Regions from separate parts of the Ovis canadensis genome. Here region 1 is linked to region 2. A link is a contact called in public Hi-C data. All regions are on one chromosome and are shown on one strand. Each heading gives the region's core, a stretch centred on a gene start, on an enhancer-like site or on the middle of the called end of the contact. The rest is flanking DNA. Distances are from core to core; before and after follow the strand shown.

The links. A called contact is a pair of places that touch in the nucleus more often than the background predicts.
Region 1: a Hi-C map of fibroblasts shows a contact between it and region 2, with 4 times the contacts expected there. The contact joins the enhancer-like site here to the promoter of GGCX in region 2. A contact is called at or near these places in 2 of 2 Hi-C or Micro-C datasets (fibroblasts and lung).

The regions. Positions count from the first base shown.
Region 1 is chr3:57,538,055-57,541,385 of ARS-UI_OviCan_v2, forward strand. RNF181 (ring finger protein 181) reads left to right here. Exons shown (of 6, transcript XM_069583170.1): 2 at 1,721-1,875; 3 at 2,506-2,636; 4 at 2,823-2,932; 5 at 3,130-3,204. Among named protein-coding and RNA genes, the nearest start is that of TMEM150A, 7.2 kb to the right of the region's middle. Within about 2 kb of position 1,342, the one cell type or tissue checked has open chromatin away from gene starts, as enhancers often do. A contact at or near this core is called in fibroblasts, where this site is marked.
Region 2 is chr3:57,501,734-57,504,849 of ARS-UI_OviCan_v2, forward strand. It overlaps GGCX (gamma-glutamyl carboxylase), which reads right to left and starts at 1,444. Exons shown (of 15, transcript XM_069583108.1): 1 at 1,268-1,444; 2 at 706-876. The coding sequence starts at 1,310. It overlaps LOC138436875 (a long non-coding RNA gene), which reads left to right and starts at 1,524. Exons shown (of 2, transcript XR_011255648.1): 1 at 1,524-1,909.

The DNA.
Region 1 (3,331 bases), core at 92-2,591, 36 kb after region 2:
CCAGTTGTGTGGAGCTGTACCCTCATGGAGCACGTTACTTCCGCTAGGCTCACCACCATCAGCCTTTCCTGGGAAAGATGAGGGAAGCCCCGGGTATTGTGCTTAGGTCTGCAACACTGCTTAGAGGTCCTGTGGAATTGGACTTGGGTTCTTACATATGTAAAAAGCAATAATGATACTTCTTGTTGTTCAGTCACTAAGCTGTAGCCAACTCTTTGCAACCCCATGGACTGCAGCATGCCAGGCCCCACAGTCCTCCACTGTCTCCCAGTGTTTGCCCAAATACATGTTTACTGAGTTGGTGATGCTATCTAACCATCTCATCCTCTGCCACCCTCTTCTCTTCCTCCTGCCTTCAATCTTTCCTAGCATCAGTCTCTTCCAATGAGTCAGCTCTTTGAATCAGGAGGCCAAAGTATTGGAGCTTCAGCAACCAGTCCTTCCAGTGAATATTCAGGGTTGATTTCCTTTAGAACTGACTGGTTTGATCTCCTTGCAGTCCAAGGGACTCTCAAGAGTCTTCTCCAGCACCACAATTCAAAAGCATCAGTTCTTTGGCACTCAGCCTTCTTTAAGGTCCAACTCTCATAGCCATCACAGAAGGCAATGGCAGCCCATTCGTGTTCTTGCCTGGAGAATCCCAGGGACGGGGGAGCCTGGTGGGCTGCTGTCTGTGGGGTCACACAGAGTCGGACACGACTGAAGCGACTTAGCAGCAGCAGCAGCAGCTCATAGCCATACACGACTACTAGAAAAACCATAGCTTTGACTATAATGATACTAGCTCCTGGATAATTGTGAGTATTTATATTTATACCCTGTGTACAACATAAATGGAATGATTCTAGTTGCCAAATAAATGATAGCTAGCAGCCAAATCATTTAGCACACACACACACACACACACACACACACACAGAGGCCTAGATCAGTTAAATTTGATCTTTGAGACTAAACAACAGTTGTGTGGAGTTTTTTGTTGTTGTTTTCCCCCTAAAGCTGCAACCTCTCCTTTCTTCCTCCAAGAGGTTCCTGGGTGCCAGAGATGCAAACTACTTATTAAATTCAAGCCACTAATTTTACAGAAGCTAGGGGAAACGCTGAGCAATGGGCTAAAAGATCACACAGACATATAGTTCCCTGAGCTGGTAAGGCCTCTATTCGGGTGGGGGAGTTTACCCCACCTTTTATTATTGTGCCTAACACAGCAGAACTGAATAGGAAAGTTTTATTTGTTTTGCGGGAGTCGAGGCGGCGTCAAGTGTCTAGTCCTGAACTGACTAGAGCGCAGCGGGTGCTGAACCGCCCGGCGAGGATGCGGCAGAGCAGCGAGAAGCCCCGACTCCAGGCTTCCCCAGGCTCGCAGAACCCTGACCCCTGAGTCAGCGCCGCCCTCTTTCTGAGAGGCCTGTAAGATCTGACCTGCCGAGATCCTCTGAGCCGCAGAGCGGATGGAGGACCCCTATAGCTCAAACACTTGGCTTCTCAAGATTATGCGATCCGCTCACGTCTCCCAGAAACCTACCCTAGACCGAGGGGTCCAAGAGGACCGTTTTCTGACCCACCTCGGTCCCTGCCATTGGCTTTAGCCCTTGGTCACCTGACTTATTCGAGCCAATGAGAGGTGACAAAATGAATACTTCCTCTTCCTATGTGGCGAAAGAGCCACTGTGCCCGCCTCTTGGGGACTCTGATTGGTTGTCCTCCCTCAACTCGCTAGTTTATTGGCCAGCGCCGCGAGACTGAGGTACGGCCGGGTCTGAGGGCTGTGTCAGACAGCCCGGCTGCCATGGCGTCTTATTTCGATGAACACGACTGCGAGCCGTTGGATCGTGAACGGGATCCCCGAACAAACATGCTGCTGGAGCTTGCAAGGTGGGTGTGTGGGGCTGGGAGGTAGGGCCCACACAGCAGGTGTCTGGGCTGAGGCTGGCTGGAGAACGCGGATTATGTGGGGCAGCAGTTTCTGGGTAAAACGGATAAATAATCTGCAGAGTTAATTCCGCAGTGAGATTCGGGGGGAAGTCGATAATTTCGGTCGTCCTTGGACAGACTAGAGCAAGGGAATTCTGGAAAAAGCGATCTGGAGTGTGGAAGAGGGGGTGTGCGAACTGGAGGGCAGTGGGCTTTAGGAGGTACTGAAGTAGGCGGGTCATGGGAGCAGGGGCCATGTGACTGTGAGTAGGTATATCCGTTAGGCACTTCAAGCACGGAAGCTACACTGCCACTTGGAATTTGGCTTTTTTGGGTCATTCCTGAGTGACCCGAATAATTTCTCTCTCTCGTGTAAAACTGGAATAAATAACCTGCATGCTTGGGGTTGTCTGATGGCCTGGGGTTGTCTGATAGCAGCTGTAAGCCATTTCCCACTGTGCTTTTTTGTCTAGAGCACTACTGAGGGGTAGCTATTAGTATGACTAGTCGGGCAGAGTATTTGTCTGTTAATGTTTAGTGGATTATGGGGGCAAAGATTCTTTGGTTCTGACCTTGCATCCTTCTTCCCAGGTCCCTTTTCAATAGGATGGACTTTGAAGACTTGGGGTTAGTAGTGGATTGGGATCACCACCTGCCTCCACCCGCTGCCAAGACTGCAGTTGAGAACCTTCCCAGGACAGTCATCAGGGGCTCTCAGGCTGGTGAGAACACTAAGTCCTTCCATTGATTCTTTGGGGCAGGTCTGCCAGGCTGACCAACTCTGGAAGCCAGATTACAGTCTGGCCCTTCAGTTTTCCAGGTCAGGCTGGGGCAAGTGTGTCCTTCAGGAGTGGGAGCTAGGAGGTAGGGCCTGTGGCAGCTCTCCTGATTAGCACTCCCTCCTCAAGAGCTCAAGTGCCCCGTGTGTCTTTTGGAATTTGAGGAGGCGGAGACCGCCATTGAGATGCCTTGCCATCACCTCTTCCATTCCAACTGCATTCTGCCCTGGCTGAGCAAGGTACTGTTTCCTTTCTCCCAGCCCTCACCCTGCCTTGGGCCTAGTCCTCAAGCCTCCTCTTTCTGTTGATGGACCTTTGGGGTGGGGTGTGGGATCAGAGATGGGAGAGGGGTAAGGGTAGGGAATTGGGAGCTGGGGATGGTTGTTTTGAGCTTATGAAAACCAGACGGGCTGGTACACTGCACTGCTTTTCTCAGACCAATTCCTGCCCTCTGTGCCGCCATGAGCTGCCCACTGATGATGACACTTATGAGGAGCACAAGCGAGATAAGGTAGGGGGCTGGGCAAGTGGAGGGGGTGGTCACAGGGCTCCCTGAGTCCCTGTTCCTGATGCCATCATTCCCCACCTTAGGAGGCCTGAGTAGGCTCACAGTCCATGAGTCTGGCCACCTTCCCAGT
Region 2 (3,116 bases), core at 194-2,693:
ACTGGGGTAAACAGAAGGGCTACTCAGGTCAGGAAGCCAGCTCCAAATTAAGGCAGGATTTCTCAATCCCAGGACAATTCAGTTTGGCCTGGTTAATTATTTGCTGGAGGTCTACCCTGTGGTTCATAGGTCATTCAGCAGCAACCCTGATTTCTGCGTAGATGCCAGTAACCACTTCTTCCCCTCCCCCCACACCTAGTTGTGACAAATACAAATGTCTAGAGACATTGCCAAATGTTCCCTGGAGAGCAAAATCGTCTCCAGTTGAGAACCACTGGGTTAAGGAGAGTAATATCTCGGCATGTCTGTAACTCATGCCAAACATACATGCTGTGGCCTATAAGTTAGAAAGGTCTGGATTAGGCAGTCACAGCCTAAATGGCTGCTTTGTCACACCTGCCATTTCTCTGAAGTCTAGTCCTTAGCGTAGTTACTGGAAAACTTCATTCCACAAATAAAATGGGTTCCTGTTCCTCTGTCTCTGTATTTCCTGTAGCCTCGGATCAAAGCACTTCTGATCTCCAAGCCCTAATCAGAGGAGTCAAAACTGGGTTACAAAGAGTTCTTCCAGGATATTAGTCACTTCAGCTTTTAGAAAAAGGAAGGTTAGTCCACTAAGCAAGTAAGTAGCCAAGAAATGGACAAGGGACCATTGTCATTCTTTCACCCCCAACCACGCTGGCACCTCCCAGACACTGGACTTACCGAAGAGAAAACGGAAGACTGCCAGGCTTGCAGGATCCGTGGGTCTATTCAGCAGGGTCACCAGCCTCTCCCAGCTGGACACATCTGTCCACTCAAAACCCAACAGTTTCCCCATTTGGCTGCCCTGACGGGGCCCTGAAGTCTGTGCAGCCTTGTCTTTCTTTACTTTGTCTGCAACCAATAAATGGAGAGAGTTGCACGTGCACAGATGGGAATGGAGATGTTTTAAAAGAGAATCTTTCTCAAATCAGAGAAATCTCCGTCTAGGGCTTCTGCCTACCTGGGTTTTCCCACTGATCTCTGACTGCTCGAAACATCCCTGCAGTGCAGCCCCTCCTCCAGGATCCCCCAATGCCCCAAAACCTTTCTCAGACTGCAGCCCCCTAATCGCAAAGCGTCCTGAATGTCATCAACCCACCGCGAAACAGAAGACTGCAATCTCTCTCTACAAGACCCTTCCCACCCGAGGCTCCCTTCCCCAGGATCCGCAGGGCGTCCCTCCCCAACCCCTCCGAAAGTCGCGCCCTTCTCTGTCCGCCACAAGGCGGGGCTCTGAGCCTACCTGGGCCCCGCGGGGCCCGCGCGGGCCGAGCAGAGACCGCCATGGCCTCGGGGAGGTAGATATGCCACAGCAACAACCTCCGAGCCTGGGGGCGTCGCAAGGGGAGGCTCCCCTAAGCCCCGCCTCCCCGACACATCAGCACGCGCGAGGCCAGCCGGAAAGCGCTAAGACTGTCGTGAAGGGCCCTAGTCAGCAGCGCCGGACTCCCTGCTTGGCGGTAGAGGGCGGAACGAGGGGTCTGGGGGCGGGGCAACGAGGGGCGAGGGGGCGGGGTCAGAGCCCGCCTTCGCTGGTGACCGATGAGTGAAGGTGTGCGTGGACCTGTCTCTTTTTTGTCAAGTACCTAGTCTCGTCCCTGAGGCCTCCCGAGCCCTCTCCGCTCTATCAACCTAAAGAAGAGTCTCGGCGCCCACGACCTCCCTGGCTCCCTTCCCGCCCCTGTTAGGTCGCTGCAGATGTGTGAACGGTGCGGGCGCAAAAGTCAACTCTTCCCAGAGCGTTTCCCGCCCGGTTGAGGATGCACCTGGGAGGGCTGACCCGGCCTGGAACCACAGATTTGAAAGCAGCAGGAAAACCGGAACGACCTGACTGCAGAAGGAATGCAGAGTAGGGGCAGTAAGCAGAGTGTGTTTGATGGGGAAGGTGAGTCTTGAACAGCTTTGTAACATTGTTTCTCTGCCCTGGAATTGACAAGCAGGATGAGAGGAAGGCATCTTAGTGCAGGGGTTCTCACATTTTTTAGTCTCAATTCAGTTCAGTTCAGTTCAGTTCAGTCGCTCAGTCGTGTCCGACTCTTTGCGACCCCATGAATCGCAGCACGCCAGGCCTCCCTGTCCATCACCAACTCCCAGAGTTCACTCAGACTCGCGTCCATCGAGTCAGTGATGCCATCCAGCCATCTCATCCTCTGTCGTCCCCTTCTCCTCCTGCCCACAATCCCTCCCAGCATCAGAGTCTTTTCCAATGAGTCAACTCTTTGCATGAGGTGGCCAAAGTACTGGAGTTTCAGCTTTAGCATCATTCTCTCCAAAGAAATCCCAGGGCTGATCTCCTTCAGAATGGACTGGTTGGATCTCCTTGCAGAAATCCCAGGTCTGATCTCCTTCAGAATGGACTGGTTGGATCTCCTTGCAGTCCAAGAGGCTTCTCCAACGCCACAGCTCAAAAGCATCAGTTCTTCGGCGCTCAGCTTTCTTCACAGTCCAACTCTCACATCCATACATGACCACTGGAAAAACCACAGCCTTGACTAGACGGACCTTTGTTGGCAAAGTAATGTCTCTGCTTTTGAATATGCTATCTAGGTTGACCATAACTTTTCTTCCAAGGAGTAAGCGTCTTTTAATTTCAGGGCTGCAGTCACCATCTGCAGTGATTTTGGAGCCCCCAAAAATAAAGTCTGACACTGTTTCCACTGTTTCCCCATCTATTTCCCATGAAGTGCTGGGACCGGATGCCATATCTTCATTTTCTGAATGTTGAGCTTTAGGCCAACTTTTTCACTCTCCTCTTTCACTTTCACCAAGAGGCTTTTTAGTTCCTCTTCACTTTTTAGTCTCAGGACCCCTTTATGTTGCTACACACATTATTGAGAACCGTAAGAACCTATTTGCAGGTCAGGAAGCAACAGTTAGAACTGGACATGGAACAACAGACTGGTCCAAATAGGAAGAGGAGTACCTCAAGGCTGTATACTGTCACCCTGTTTATTTAACTTATATGCAGAGTACATCATGAGAAACACTGGGCTGAAAGAAGCACAAGCTGGAATCAAGATTGCCGGGAGAAATATCAATAACCTCAGATATGCAGATGACACCACCCTTATGGCAGAAAGTGAAGAGGAACT